2 separate regions of the Anser cygnoides genome follow, and region 1 is linked to region 2. A link is a contact called in public Hi-C data. All regions are on one chromosome and are shown on one strand. Each heading gives the region's core, a stretch centred on a gene start, on an enhancer-like site or on the middle of the called end of the contact. The rest is flanking DNA. Distances are from core to core; before and after follow the strand shown. Region 1 holds the start of ST3GAL5 (ST3 beta-galactoside alpha-2,3-sialyltransferase 5). Region 2 overlaps POLR1A (RNA polymerase I subunit A).

The links. Hi-C and Micro-C count contacts between places; a contact is called where the count stands out from the background.
Region 1: a contact with region 2 is called in a Hi-C map of liver, with 3 times the contacts expected there. The contact joins the promoter of ST3GAL5 here to the enhancer-like site in region 2. A contact is called at or near these places in 2 of 7 Hi-C or Micro-C datasets (both in liver).

The regions. Positions count from the first base shown.
Region 1 is chr4:6,385,407-6,391,746 of Taihu_goose_T2T_genome, forward strand. ST3GAL5 (ST3 beta-galactoside alpha-2,3-sialyltransferase 5) reads left to right here and starts at 1,299. Exons shown (of 7, transcript XM_066995575.1): 1 at 1,299-1,452.
Region 2 is chr4:6,343,062-6,349,862 of Taihu_goose_T2T_genome, forward strand. POLR1A (RNA polymerase I subunit A) reads left to right here. Exons shown (of 34, transcript XM_048047789.2): 28 at 86-200; 29 at 849-962; 30 at 1,842-2,126; 31 at 2,535-2,735; 32 at 3,507-3,624; 33 at 4,818-4,982. Among named protein-coding and RNA genes, the nearest start is that of POLR1A, 29 kb to the left of the region's middle. Within about 2 kb of position 3,795, at least 2 of the 3 cell types and tissues checked have open chromatin away from gene starts, as enhancers often do. A contact at or near this core is called in liver, where this site is marked.

The DNA.
Region 1 (6,340 bases), core at 49-2,548, 40 kb after region 2:
TTACAGTTTCAAAGAATTTTAGTCTTCCTGCTTTGGGACACCGCTAATCCCATACACCCCAGAGGAAACACCACATGAGTGCAATTTCCCCCCTCCGGTTGCCTGTCGCCGATCTCCACCCACCCGATACCCCCGTCCCTCCTCTGATCCCTCCAATAACCCTCGGCCGATGCAGGATGCCACCCCGCTCTCCCGACACCCCCTCCACGGCTCCATTTTGCGTGCGGGACTGCTCCAGGAGCCTTCCGAAGAATGTTTTGGAAAGGGGAGGTCACCCCCATGGACAGACGTTCCCCCTTTGCCTGAGGGCCGGCACATCGGCCCGCTGGGCGCCCTACGCCACAACACTGCTGCTCGGAGACCAGTGGCTGCCCCAGCCACGATCGTTGTTCCTGTTTTGCAGTAATCCTCGAGATTTGGGGATAATTTTTAAAAATTTTTTTTAGACACCACAGCGATAAGCACGCTATCAAAAAGAGAAGCTCCTAGCTAGCACGATCTGTAATGGTTTAACCTGTTTCCTTGCTTAATCAGCTCTTGCCCACAGCTGGTGCACAGCCTATTTAGCTTCGCTCCAGTGTTTTGTTTTATTTTTTTTTCCCCAGATCATTTCTTTTCCTTTTTTTTTTTTTTTTCCTTGTGGCTCACGGTGTTACTGATAGTGCCATGGTAACGTCAGATGGGGCTGCAGGGTGGCTTCTCCTCTCTTGTAGGTTAAGCACCCGCTGGATGCCTGCAGTGTACCACTGAATCAGGTGCATTTTTACGCTGCCTGTGGCAGGGTTTATGCGACTCTTGTTGAAAATAAAAGGTCCCTAGCAACTGCAGGGGGAGGGCTGAAAACCTTCACGCACCCGAGGCGTGGGGATTACGGAGCCAAACAAAAGCAATTAAAATTTCATGATTTCGGTGAGCAGATCTCTCAATTCCCCTCGGCTTCCCAACAGAAGAAGGCTGAAAACGTTGCGTAGAAAAGCGAGAAACAAAGGGGGAGAGAGAGCGGGGAGCCAGCCCCGGGCGCTGCTGTCCTCTGCCGGCACGACGTGCCCCCGCACTTGGCCGTGAGGGCGAAAAAAAAAACCCACACAAACCACCCACCCACGCGCGCGTTTTTATCATTTTATTATTTCCTAAAAGAGGAGAAACAGGCGTTAAGGGGAAGAAAGAAGCCCTAAAACGGGGAGCAGACCCAACCCAAACGTCGCCCCCCTCAGGGGGCGGCGGAGCGCTCCCCCGTCAGGGGCGGAGAGCTCCCCTCAGGGCCGCAGAGCGCAGGCCCCGCCGCCGGCCGCCTCCGCCCGCCCCTCGGCCGCGGTGCGGGGCCCATTGGCTGCGCTCCGCCACGTGCCGCCGCCGCCGCCGCCGCTGCCCCCGGCGGGGCCGTTACCTGCGGCGGGGCCGCGCCGCCCGCCCCGATGCGGAGGCAGGGCGCCCGGGCCGAGCCCAGCGCAGGTGGGTAGGGGCGGCGAGGCGGGTATGGGGGAGCGGGGAGGCGGGAGGGGGCTTTGATGGGGGGGAAATAGAGGCGGTTTCAGGGGTTTGGGGCGCTGCGTGGCTCGGAGGGGGGTTTATTGCCTCAGAGAGGGGGTCTTTTACCTCAGAAGGGGGCTTTTTCTCTCAGAGGGGGGGCTTATTCCCTCAAAGAGCGGGTTTATTCCCTCAGGGAGGGGTTTATTCCCTCAGACGGGGGTCTTTTTCCCTCAGAGAAGGGCTTTTTCCCTCAGAAGGGGGGGCTTTTTCCCTCAGAGAGGGGGGCGTTTTCCCTCAGAGGGCTGCTTTCCCCTCACAGGCGCTGCCCTCCTCCCCCGCGGTGCCCGCCGAGGCGTGAAGGCTCCGATCTCTCTGTGGTGTTGTTTTTTTTTTTTTTAAATTTAAATTTTTATTTTTTATTATTATTTTTGAGGGTGGGGTCGCTTCCACCACGCCAGGTGCGGGGCCCTGCCGGGGGGGTCAGGGCTGGGCGAGGAGAGGCCTCGCAGCGCCGGGGGAGCGCCGTGCCGCCGCCCCCTTCCCTCCCTCCTGCCCCCTTCCCTCCCCGTCCCTGCCCCTATTTCAGCCCCTTCCCTGCCCCTGTCTCATCCCCTTCCCTGCCCCCTATTTAAAGCTGGCCCCGCGGCAGCCCTGGCTTCGGAGAGCTGGCCCCCGGGGAAGGCGCGGAGATGCAGGTATTCCCCAGCTTTACACCATCTCGGGCCTCTTCCCAGCGCCAGGAATGCGGCTGGGGCTGTTTGGAGTCATTCTGCCGAAATAAAGCGTATAGGCTTCTGCTTGCCTGTGGCTTGCGATGGTGTTTTTGCGGGTGATTTTCATTTTTTTCCTCCGCGCTGGAGCGATCGGGAGGCAAACCAGCAATTATTTCTGGTGTCGCTGCCAAAACCTTCCTGTCTTCTTCAGCGCTGCTCAGGGAGAGGAGTTCTCGTGCTGAGTTGGTTTGTTTCTTTCTATTTTGGTAGATAAGATCGAAATACAAGGGTGATGGAGGAGAGTTGATTATTGTACGTCTTTCTTTAGTTATGGAAATTAATGGGAAATGTTCATAAAATCGGTGGGGGTAAATGGCTTTCCCACGGCTGGCTTTGCCGTAACTCGGAGATTAAGGGAAAATACAGATGCGTATTTCTTTTTGTCCTGAAGACAGCTTTTTGAGGTAAATGCTCTTGTGTGGATATATGTTTATGTGTCTAAAGTGGATGTGGATTTTTAAACCCAGCTTACGGTGGGGCCGTTCAGACGCAGCGCCTGGCTTAGACGTGCGCGCCGGTTCCCCGCAGACCGTGCGTTACTCCGTTTTGCTGCAGCAAGGTTGCTATCTCCCTCCTAGCTCAAGCGCCAGGAAGCCTTGAGCTGTCTGCCGACCCCTCTGCTGAGGCAGCAAAATCAGGGAATTTGACTGAAAGGTCAAAATGCAGCTGAGGAGTTAGAGCGTGTGTGAATGGTTTGGTGCTTTGGCCGCTTCCTTTGGGCTGGTGAGGAACAGGCTCACCTGGGCTGTGGTTTCCTGGAGCTGCTGGGGACGTAACCTCTGTCCTTCTGTGGAGCGCGATTAAGTCAGCCAAATGGTTGACAGACAGGGGCAGGATGTAGGAAAAGAGAGCGTGGTAGCAGCAACTTCCTTTCAGCGAGGAAAACGGGAAAATGTTTAATTTTGTTTGTTTTACGGGTATCTGGAGATGAGAGATGTGGAAAGGGCTGTTACATGCTAAGATTGCTGCAGAGCTCTGGTATTTGATGTGAAGGTTGTTTTGCTTGAGGAAGAAATCCTGGAAAACTTAAGAAGGTCTTGAGCTTTGATCAAGGCGAAGTTATTGAACAAGACTCAACCAATACTTGAAATTTGTCGTAGAGTGATTTTCACATTACAGGCGAGTCTGGACAAAACTTGATCAAACACAGCAGCTTAAAGCACCTGCAGCGGGTGCATCCGATGCCTTGAAACCGCACAGCGCTGATTCAGATGAAGGGCCTGATGACAGAGATGTCTCCCCTGCTGCAGGCAACTCTCTCGTGAGGTCGTTCATGAATTATTAAGGACTTTCTTAAAACGTCTCATAGGCTCTTGCCTTCCAATAGGACTAAGGGAAGATTATTCCTCTGCTGCCCAGGAGTCCTATGCTCCTAGTCCGTATATATTTATGACCAGTTTTTCCTGCGTGCTGATATTCTCCTGGTGTTTGATTTGTTTTCCTCTTTGGTGTTTACGTGCTTGGTGTATCTAAAGACGAACTCATAACCTGTTGTGTGAAGCTAAAAAAGTTGAGCCCTCGGTTCTCCTTGGGAGCAGCTCATCATTCCCTGCTCGCTCTGCAACCTGTTAAGTCCTGAAGGTTTGACTTCAGAAGTTAGCCACTAAAATTGATTCTAGCAACTTTTTTTTCTATATTGCAATTAATTTTAAGCCTTTTCTTCACGGGACACGTCTGGCATGGACTCTTCTGCTTGTATAGCCTCAAGTGTGAGTTTTGCCATGATCTCTTAGGGTGTTAGATGATACTGTGGTAAAAATGCTGCTGTACCATTAACATTGCTCCATAATTACTAGTTGTTCGGTGCTATTCTGCTGCATAATTCAGATGTAATATGAAACATCTTGGCCGTGGAAGTCTGCTGGCATGTTTCCTTAGCCCAGTAAAGATTAATGCTATGCCCTGTCTTTTCTGACCGTTTCTTCTAGGGATGATTTATTCTCCGAGCTTCCCATGTAAGGGGAAAGATCTCGTTTGTTTTGGCTTCCTTGCAGGGGCTCAGAAATACCTTCCACTGAGCGAGATGAACTTGCGCGGCTAGGGGTGGGTGCCGTGCCGATGCGCCGTGCTCTCTTCCTCCCCTCTGGGCTGCTGAGCTCGTCCACAAAGCACCGGCTGGTGCTCGCGCAGATGTAGGGCTTGCGGTTCGGAGAGGAGAACGCGTGGCAGAAAGGAGCGTGCGAGATGTGCCTGGGAGGGGTGGCTGAGTGCTGGCTGGGGACACTCCGCTTTGCTCTTTGTGCACGTTGCCCTGCTTCGGCTCAAGTTCAGAGGAGCGCCTGACCTCGGGTTCTGAACATCCTGTGCAGACAGGCTACCGTTTCTTACGCTGGTAACCTATACAACGAAAAACTGCCATTTGCTGGCTGCATTCTTTTTTTAAATTTTGTTTAAATTAAAAAAGGGAGGGGGAAGCTCAAAAGTTTCCTTTGCAGGAAAGAAATCTATCTTTTTAATACCACACTGTTCACAACAGCAGTTCTTTGACTCACCTGTTGGTTCCTGTTTGGCTGGAACGCTGTCCTTTTGTGTAGCTCATTTGAGAGTCAGAAAAAATCCAAATTCAGGCAGTTTTCTTCTGTCACAGAGCACCGGTTGCCTCCGTAGGCATTGCAAGGACATCTTGTTAATTCTTGTGTTTGTGTTGGAGATAATTTGCTGTCACTTACTTCGGAGTACCTGAGATAGGTTTCACAGCAAGGCTTAGAAAAGTTTGGAGAGCTGGACTAGAGGAGAGGGTGCCAAGGCAGGAATGAAACCGTGAGGGTGAGCCCGGTTTTGAACGTCTTTGCCCATAACATTATTTTAGCAGAAGCTCTTAATATCCAGAAAGCTTCCTGGGAATGCTGCTGGAAGGAAGCCTTCCTTCAGGAGGTGTTAGCCTCTGAATAACTCTAATTGCGTCAGTAATTGAACCGGATTTGAGCTGGAACAAATTTTTGTGTGTTGGGGTCTGGCTGACCCAAGGTTAAGAGCAAGTCGTAGCCTAACTATGTGTATCCTTCCTAGAGGAAAAGACTGGGCAAATAGACCTGATAATTTCAGGTTATTAATGATTTCATGAGCTAGTTGTGGCTGATGTTGCAAAGAGGATGTAGGAATCTGCCATTAAACAATTAAAAGAAAACGCAAGGAGAGAAAAATGATGTTGCCTCTGAGTTGCTCTTGCTCCTTGCTGGTTTTTCTGGCTTCAGGCAAAACAAAAACTCCTGCCCGTGAACCTCTCTCTGGCAGTGCCTGCTAACTGCCCTGAAGTTTTCCTTGACTCCTCCTTTTGCTTTTTTGCCAATTCCGTCCACACGTGTAGGATGCATTACTGCATTCTGGTTTTCTGAGAAGACGGATCTTGACCAAATGAATTGGAGATTGCACAGAGTACGTTGTTTTTTTTTTTTTTACTTTCTATTGTCTGATTAAAAAGCCTTAACAGTCAAAGTTCATTTGGTAAGACACATTATACAGTAATGTAATCAACGTCTGTTGTAGGTGCTTATAACCGTATTACAGGCTAAACTTCTCTTTGCCATCAAGGAAGTATTGTTTCTACTGACTTTATTAAATTAGCTGCAACAACGGACTCTACTGCTCATCAGAAGAGGCATGTCTGTCAAATACTCATTCTTTATGTCGTTCAGTAGTAATATGTACTAAGCTGATAATATTTAAATAAGGTTTATCAAATGTCTGAGTATGTTAAAGTACCCACGTTACCGTGGGGTTTATATAGTGGCAACAGAAGAAATATTTGACAGAAGTCTCCAATTTTGTACCTTTAGTTCCATTTTTTTCCCTGCTCTGGTAAGAAATTGCAACAGCTCTTAGACTACTCTCTTCTTATTTACGACCATTTCTGCTAAGAAGTGGTAAGGTGATGATCAGAGGATTATTTGAAGATAAATGTACAATAGTTAGTCCACTGCTACGGATTGTAACCCAACAGTCTTTCATGCTGCTGCAAGTCCCTGATAAGTCTGCCTCAGATCTTTAATATCTCAGGAATTTTTCCTCATGCTTCTGGTTTTAAGGGATTATTGTCATGTGCTGCTGGAAAAAAACAAAAAAAAAAGTCTTAAGGAAGATATTCAAAACTTTAATGT
Region 2 (6,801 bases), core at 2,545-5,044:
TCTTAAAATACATTCTGTTTATGATAGTTCAAAATTGACTGCAGTATTGCTGAACTTGGACCTCTTGGGTTGCTGCTTCTTTCAGATTCTTTAAAATTGTCCTGGAAACAATTAAACGGAAGAATGCGAAGATGGCATCTTTTACTGAAGTCAGTACACGGAAAGCAACTCGGAAGGATTTAGATGGTGATGGAGACAAGGTACAGAAAAACATTACCTGAAATGTGCCTCCCTTTCCTTACCCATTTTTGAGAACTGGAATTTGACATCGCTTGTTTTGATGTGAATACTTATTGTGTGAATACTAAATTACTTCTTAATCAGTTTCTTTATGTATAAATTCTCTTTGTATCCTTATCAAATTAACAAGGAAATAGTCGTTTCATATAATCCTAATTTACTTACACATTCTCAGCATGTGATAATACTTGTTTTAGTTGCACTGAGATAAAAACTTAGCACTCTCTGCCATCAGAACAAGATCCTTTCACAGCACTGCCTGTCAAAACCTTTGGGGGAAGGTCCTTTATTCGTTGAAAAGCTTTTGCATGTTCCTTCTGCCACCCTTTTCCCAATATGGACTGTCATATAAGCAGAGCAATAGCTTATATATTTTGTAGAAATTCTGGTTTAACATGACAGCTATCACTAATACGAGGTTTTTTGTTTGTTTTTTACAGTAGTGTTATTTTAGAAATTAGTTTGTTCTTAAAGGTAGAACAGGGGATGTCTGCCATAAAGATGGACAGGGGATTTTTAAATTACGAATGTTTGCCTAAAGCCTTTGGATACAGTTCATGCTTTACCGCAGAGTCAGCCTGATTGTCTCATCTGTTATGGATTTCTAGGCACAAAATAGTCAGGAAGCTCCCGAAGAGGAAGAGAAGATTGTTGATGCAGAAGCTGATGAAGGGGATGGTGATGCTACAGAAGCAAAACGGAGGAAGAACCAGGAAGAAGAGGTAATGATTTCATAGGTGCTCAGTACTGCACTTGAATTCTGTTTCCACTGTTTTGGTCTGAGTTTGAGAAGGATAATGTCTATAGAAGCTAAACGCCAGCAAGAAAGCCAATAATAATAAAGTAAAAGGCTTAGGGAAGTCATTGGTTTGTGCTGATCAGTTTTAATTTGGATGGGGGGAGAAATCTGTAGCAGGAAATGTGGGCTGAGACTTCTGGTGATGTGCTTATTATGGTTGGGCCTGGTCCCTGTAGTTCTTTAAGAACTCTTATTTTACTAATTACTCTTTTAAGAGCAGTAAAGAACTGTGCAAGTTAGAGATGGAAGAGATCTTTCAGATTTTATTCAAAGCCCCCTTCTTCAGCTATTGGATAGATGCGTCAGGTTGTCTGTGCTGTAGTTCAACTTAACCTTATGTCTTGCTATTTTCACGTCATTAGTTGTGTTTAAAACTACAGTGTAGTTGTTATAAATATTCTGGCTGTGAGTGTTCATTCCATGCTTACTACTTCATAATTATTGTACAAAGAATGGTCAGCTGCAGTTTCAGCAAGAGTAAAATCCTGAGGGACTCCAATCATCAAAGCTAGATTATGGGAAGAGCCTTTTGGGGCTTAAAAAAATAAATAATAATAATAATTCTGCCACAGTGGCAATAAGCTATAGCATCCACGATTGCATCGAGAAATAACAGCAAGAGAAATAGAGACTGAACTGAATCCTGCTGTATTCTCTTTGTAACAGGATGACATTTTCATTGTGTCATAGGCAAGGTACTTGCAACTCATCTGTCAAGAATATTCATGAATAAAACTGCTTCATAGTGTGTTTGTTTCTGCATGTGCTCTGGCCTACGTAATTACATCATTGTTTCTTTTAGGTTGATTATGAGAGTGAGGAAGAGAATGCGGAAGAAAACGTTGCTGAGAATCCAGAAGATGAAGAGGTTGAATCAGACAAAGAAGAGAGGGCTCAAGGTGCTGAGGAAGGAGATCAGAACGGAGCAGATGGTGATGATCCTCAACATCTTTCCTTTACGTCTCAGACTAAAAAAGAGAGAAATCTATTACTCAAGTCAGCGGAGATGCGAATAAATGCTGTTCTGAACAGTCACCCGTCAATTCAGGATTACACGTTTGACACTGAAAACGAACTTTGGTGTGAGGTAAGCTGGTGGTGCCTGGAAGCAGCTGTGTGTGGTTGCACAACAGTTGCACGTAGCCCTTGTAACAGGGCTCTCTTCAGTGGAGTGCTGCTGTTTTGTCTCATCAGCAGTCCCCTATTAGTACAGAGGAGTGGAAGTGCGTGCCTCAGCACAAATGTTCTTCTTGACGCAATTATTTACAGCTGACTTTCAAAACCCCAATGAAACTTTTTTAAAAGACAATTGACATGTTTGTTTATAAATAAATATATTTATGACTATAATTCTAGTCAGACATTTACGTTCCTAAAACACACAATTAGGATAATCCTATTTGTCTGCTTTTTGCCTAAGAAGAAGTAGGTTATTGAGCCTAATGCTCAAGCGTTTTTACAGAAAAACACCACTTTTGTTTTTTTCTCTTTTTAGGTTTCCTTGACACTTCCATTGATGAAGGCGTACTTCGATCTCTCCTCTTTGCTTCTCTCTCTGACACGAAACACGGTCATCCATGAAGTGAAGGGGATCACCCGGTGCTTGTTGAATGAAAGTACCAATAAGCAAGGAGAGAAGGAACTCATTCTGCATACTGAAGGGATAAATCTTGCAGAGCTGTTCAGATACTCTGATGTACGTAGTCTATTTATAATCCTGAACTGGAGTGATCTTCTGTGCTCTACGGAGAGGGGGTGGATGATAGGTGTTAGCAGGGTTGACGTGTAGCCTTTTCAGCTCTTAGGCTTCCTTCCTTCTCCTTTTTTCCCCCAGCTGCGTTCAGAGTTCAGTGAAGCCTTTTCTCAAGGGTAAATTGCAAATTGTTTTTTTGTGCAGCAGCCCAGTATCTAATGACAGATAATTCCACACTATGCTTGTAACTGTCTCTATAAATGTTACTTGAGGGAATTCTTCCATCTAAATGAATTGCAGTACTTGGAGATGAATAGTTCTGTTATGCCATCTAGCCCATAACTCTACAAATAGAGGATTGTTTTATGCTACATATTTTCTACTGCTTTTGTTAAGAGTTCTGGTTGGTTGAGACAGACTGGGCATTACATTTCTTGGAAGACTTCAACATGTCCTTCTGCTGCTAGGAATGGTTAGTTGGTTTGTTTGTTTTCTAAACTCAGGTCAGTTATTTCTGTGCTGAATTTTGATTCCGACCTGTGTATAAACCACAATGATCACTTGCCTAAACATAAATCTCCAGTGTCATTTTTGTCTGTATTTGGCTCTGAGCTACTGTCTTGTTTTTGTGCAACTTTTGGTGGTGTTTAAGCTAATGAAAGGTGGAGGGAAAAAAACTACGTTAGCTTGCTTAGCTTAGCTTAAGCTACTTGGAAAAAATAGAGTAGTTACTGTGCTAGTTTATATCTGTGTTTTGTTTTTTTTGTCTTTCAGATTTTGGACCTGAACAGGCTTTATTCCAATGATATTCATGCCATGGCTAAGCATTACGGTATTGAGTCTGCCCTGAGGGTCCTTATAAAGGAAATAAAAGATGTGTTTGCTGTATATGGTAGGTTTTGTTTGCATCTTTGAAGATGGCCTTTATTATAATTGCCACATTGCTCACAGTTATGTCTCTTCATTTTTTCATCATTCTGATGATTATAGTGCCTTCTGTGAAGAATTCATTATTCAAGTTCTGTTTAATCTGTAGAAAATGCCCTAGACAAGGTTTTTTTTCCATGCATCACAGATTTTTTTCTATTCCATTACTGTGCAAGCTGGAAAGTCCAGAGGAATTAATTATTAACATCTGAGGAACCTTAACTATGTTAGACCAGTGCATAGTGGCCCTGAGAATAGGATTAATCTTGTCTCATTCTAGCTTTTTTAACGATAAGAGTCTAGGGTCCTTTTATAGTTAAATGTATGTAATTCCTAAAATGATAGAAGCTGCATTGATACTGCATTGTCTGAGGGTTTGTCCCTCTGCACTACTGAGAGTCCCAGTTCAGGGAGGATGCCTGGCTTGTTAGGCTGCTAAAGCTTGGCGTGTTGCATTTGCCTTAAGTGAGCTAAGTCACGCTATGAATTAAACTCTTGAAAAGAGGGAAGATTAATGCAGTGGGAGTTTTAGCAACCAGTCTCATCCAACAAATTTTTCGGCTGGCAGCCCAGAATGGTCCAACCTTCAAGTTGTTCAAGAACTGGTAGGTAAATGTTGACAGAACTGTTAATGATCTCCCATCGCACTTGCCACCGCAGTGTTACTTAAAAATAAGTACTGTTTCTTTTTAGACTGAATGTTTTTGTTTGTTTGTCTGTTTTTTTTGTGGATGCCTAACGTCGTAAACAGAAAATACCAGAACCTTGCTGCTTCCAGTGCCTAGCTAATACAGGCCATGAGTGAGAAGATAAAAGCTCTGTCCTGTCACAACTGGCTGGATGCATGTAAACAAAAATGACGTAGATCTTACTGATTTTATGTAGAGTGAAACGCTGCCTTGTTGCAGCATTCTTGACATCTTAGTTGCCTTGCAGAAGTACTGTTTTATATTAAAATGAGGAGTGCCCAGCTTGGATAATTGAGGGGAGCAGCCACACCAGCTACATACAAAGATTTGCAGTCGCCATAAGGATGTTAAAAGAGATGTTCTCCATGTTGATTAGATCCAGGGGATTAATTTAGATCAGATTTCTTTTTTAGACAGGAATACCTTAGCACTTGAGTGCTCTGATGATTGCTCTTTCCTGTGTTCTTAGGCATTGTGGTAGACCCTCGGCACCTTTCACTTGTGGCAGATTACATGTGTTTTGAAGGAGTTTATAAACCACTGAATCGCTTTGGAATCCAGTCCAGCTCCTCCCCTCTGCAACAGATGACGTTTGAAACCAGTTACAAATTCTTGAAGGAAGCAACCATGATGGGTAAGTGGTTTAGTTTGAACTATATCGCTGCAGAATTTCACATATGCTTTGTTTTCATCATAAATTTCCACTATTTCAAGTACTGCATAATTGTGTTAGAAAAAAGGCCAGAGGCTAACATTTTAATTAAGTCCTTGCCTAGGAAAATGTTCCAGACATTTTTAATAAAATTCTGTCAGCTTAAATGAAGTCAGCTCCCACATGTAATTTGTGGGGTCTGTGATTCCTGTCTTTAAGAATTAGATAGGCTTTTTTATAACAAACCTTAAAACTGTTACGGTTTGTTATAGCAAAGCCTTATAACAGACTATTAAATCTGCCTTTTTCTGTCTCTGCTTAGACCATTAAAGTTGTCATCTCTGCTTGGTTTTCCTGTCTCTGTTATTACTCCCACGTTTTCATCTCTTCTGCTTTAAAATTGCTGTTTTATTGTGAGAACAGTCTTCCTGGTTCTTAATTTGATTCTGGATTTCTTCTGCTTTGTAGAACTTTACTGTCTTTGGGGTCTCCCCCCAACCACAGACAAAGGGTCACATTCATTTGGCTAATGGTAGGATTCCGGTGCCATTTTGGATAACCGAGAGTACGGTAGCCTTTTCTGGCCCCTATTTGCTATTCTGGAAGTTGTGCAAATCTCTTGGGTTCTCTGCCTTGTCCAACAGACGACATATCTGCATGGATCCTTTAGGGCATTTAAATGGCACTAGCCATCTGTATTTTGGGGTCCTGTCCAAAGAAGTTATGTTTTAAGTGTCACTGAACAGTTTGATCTTATTTTTTGGATACTAACTACACGTCCTTTTTGCTCTTGTTTTTTGTCACTTGCCTGTTGGATGCTCCTTCTTGGATGCTCCTGTGTCACCATTTTGTTACCTAATACAAATGGGAAAAGCTGTCAACACGGTCTCTTCAGCTAGTGTCTTAAGCTGCCTGGCACAGATGTCAGGGAGGGAAACTTTGTCACTTAATTCCTTTCTCTTAATGCTGTTTTGCACCTTGTCTGGGAAGGTAACTTGGGTTTTACTGAATAGTATTGGTTACAAGTGACTTAGAAATCATCTGAAAATCAGAAAGGAAAGGCGTAAATTTGGAGAGAAATGGAGCAGAAGAGGAAGATTCTTGCACAGTCGCTTTCTCAGGATATACATCGTAGCACATGTTGACTTAGAAATAAGATAAAGTTTTTGTCAGGTGAAACATGATTACATTTACGGATAATATTACAAATAAAGACACAAAGTGCATGCTAACAGAAGGGCATGGTGAATTTGCAGGAAAGCCGCACTGGTTGCAAGTGCAGGGATTTATTGATTTCCCCAAGATGGAAACCAAGTCATAATGTGGATTACAGCAGTCTGGATCTAATTTGCTTTAATGCAGCTGATATCTCGAGTGTACATTTAAATAGATACTGTGCCTACTTACGGCCTGAATCAGTAAGACAGAAATAGGAAGGGCTGCGACCACGGGGCACTGCTAACAGAGCAGGAAGTGCCGCGAGAGCTCAGGTGTGACCCAGCAGATTGCTGATCAGGATTTGGTGCAAGAGCACATCTGCATCGGAAGCGAGATCCTTCTGGCTGTTTGCTCAGAGAATAACTCTTTGTGAACGTCACGTGAGCGAACAGGACAGTTACGCCTTTGACCTAACAAAGAACCTTTTTTTTTTTTTCCCCTTTTCTCAGTTGGCACACATTTAGGAGCAGCGGTTTACTTGTACAGCTGTAGCTGAGATCCAAGCAGCAAGCACACACCATACGCTGCTGTGGCCCAGCACCTTCCCCTGCATCCTCTGTATAATAAAAAGTTAGTTCATAGT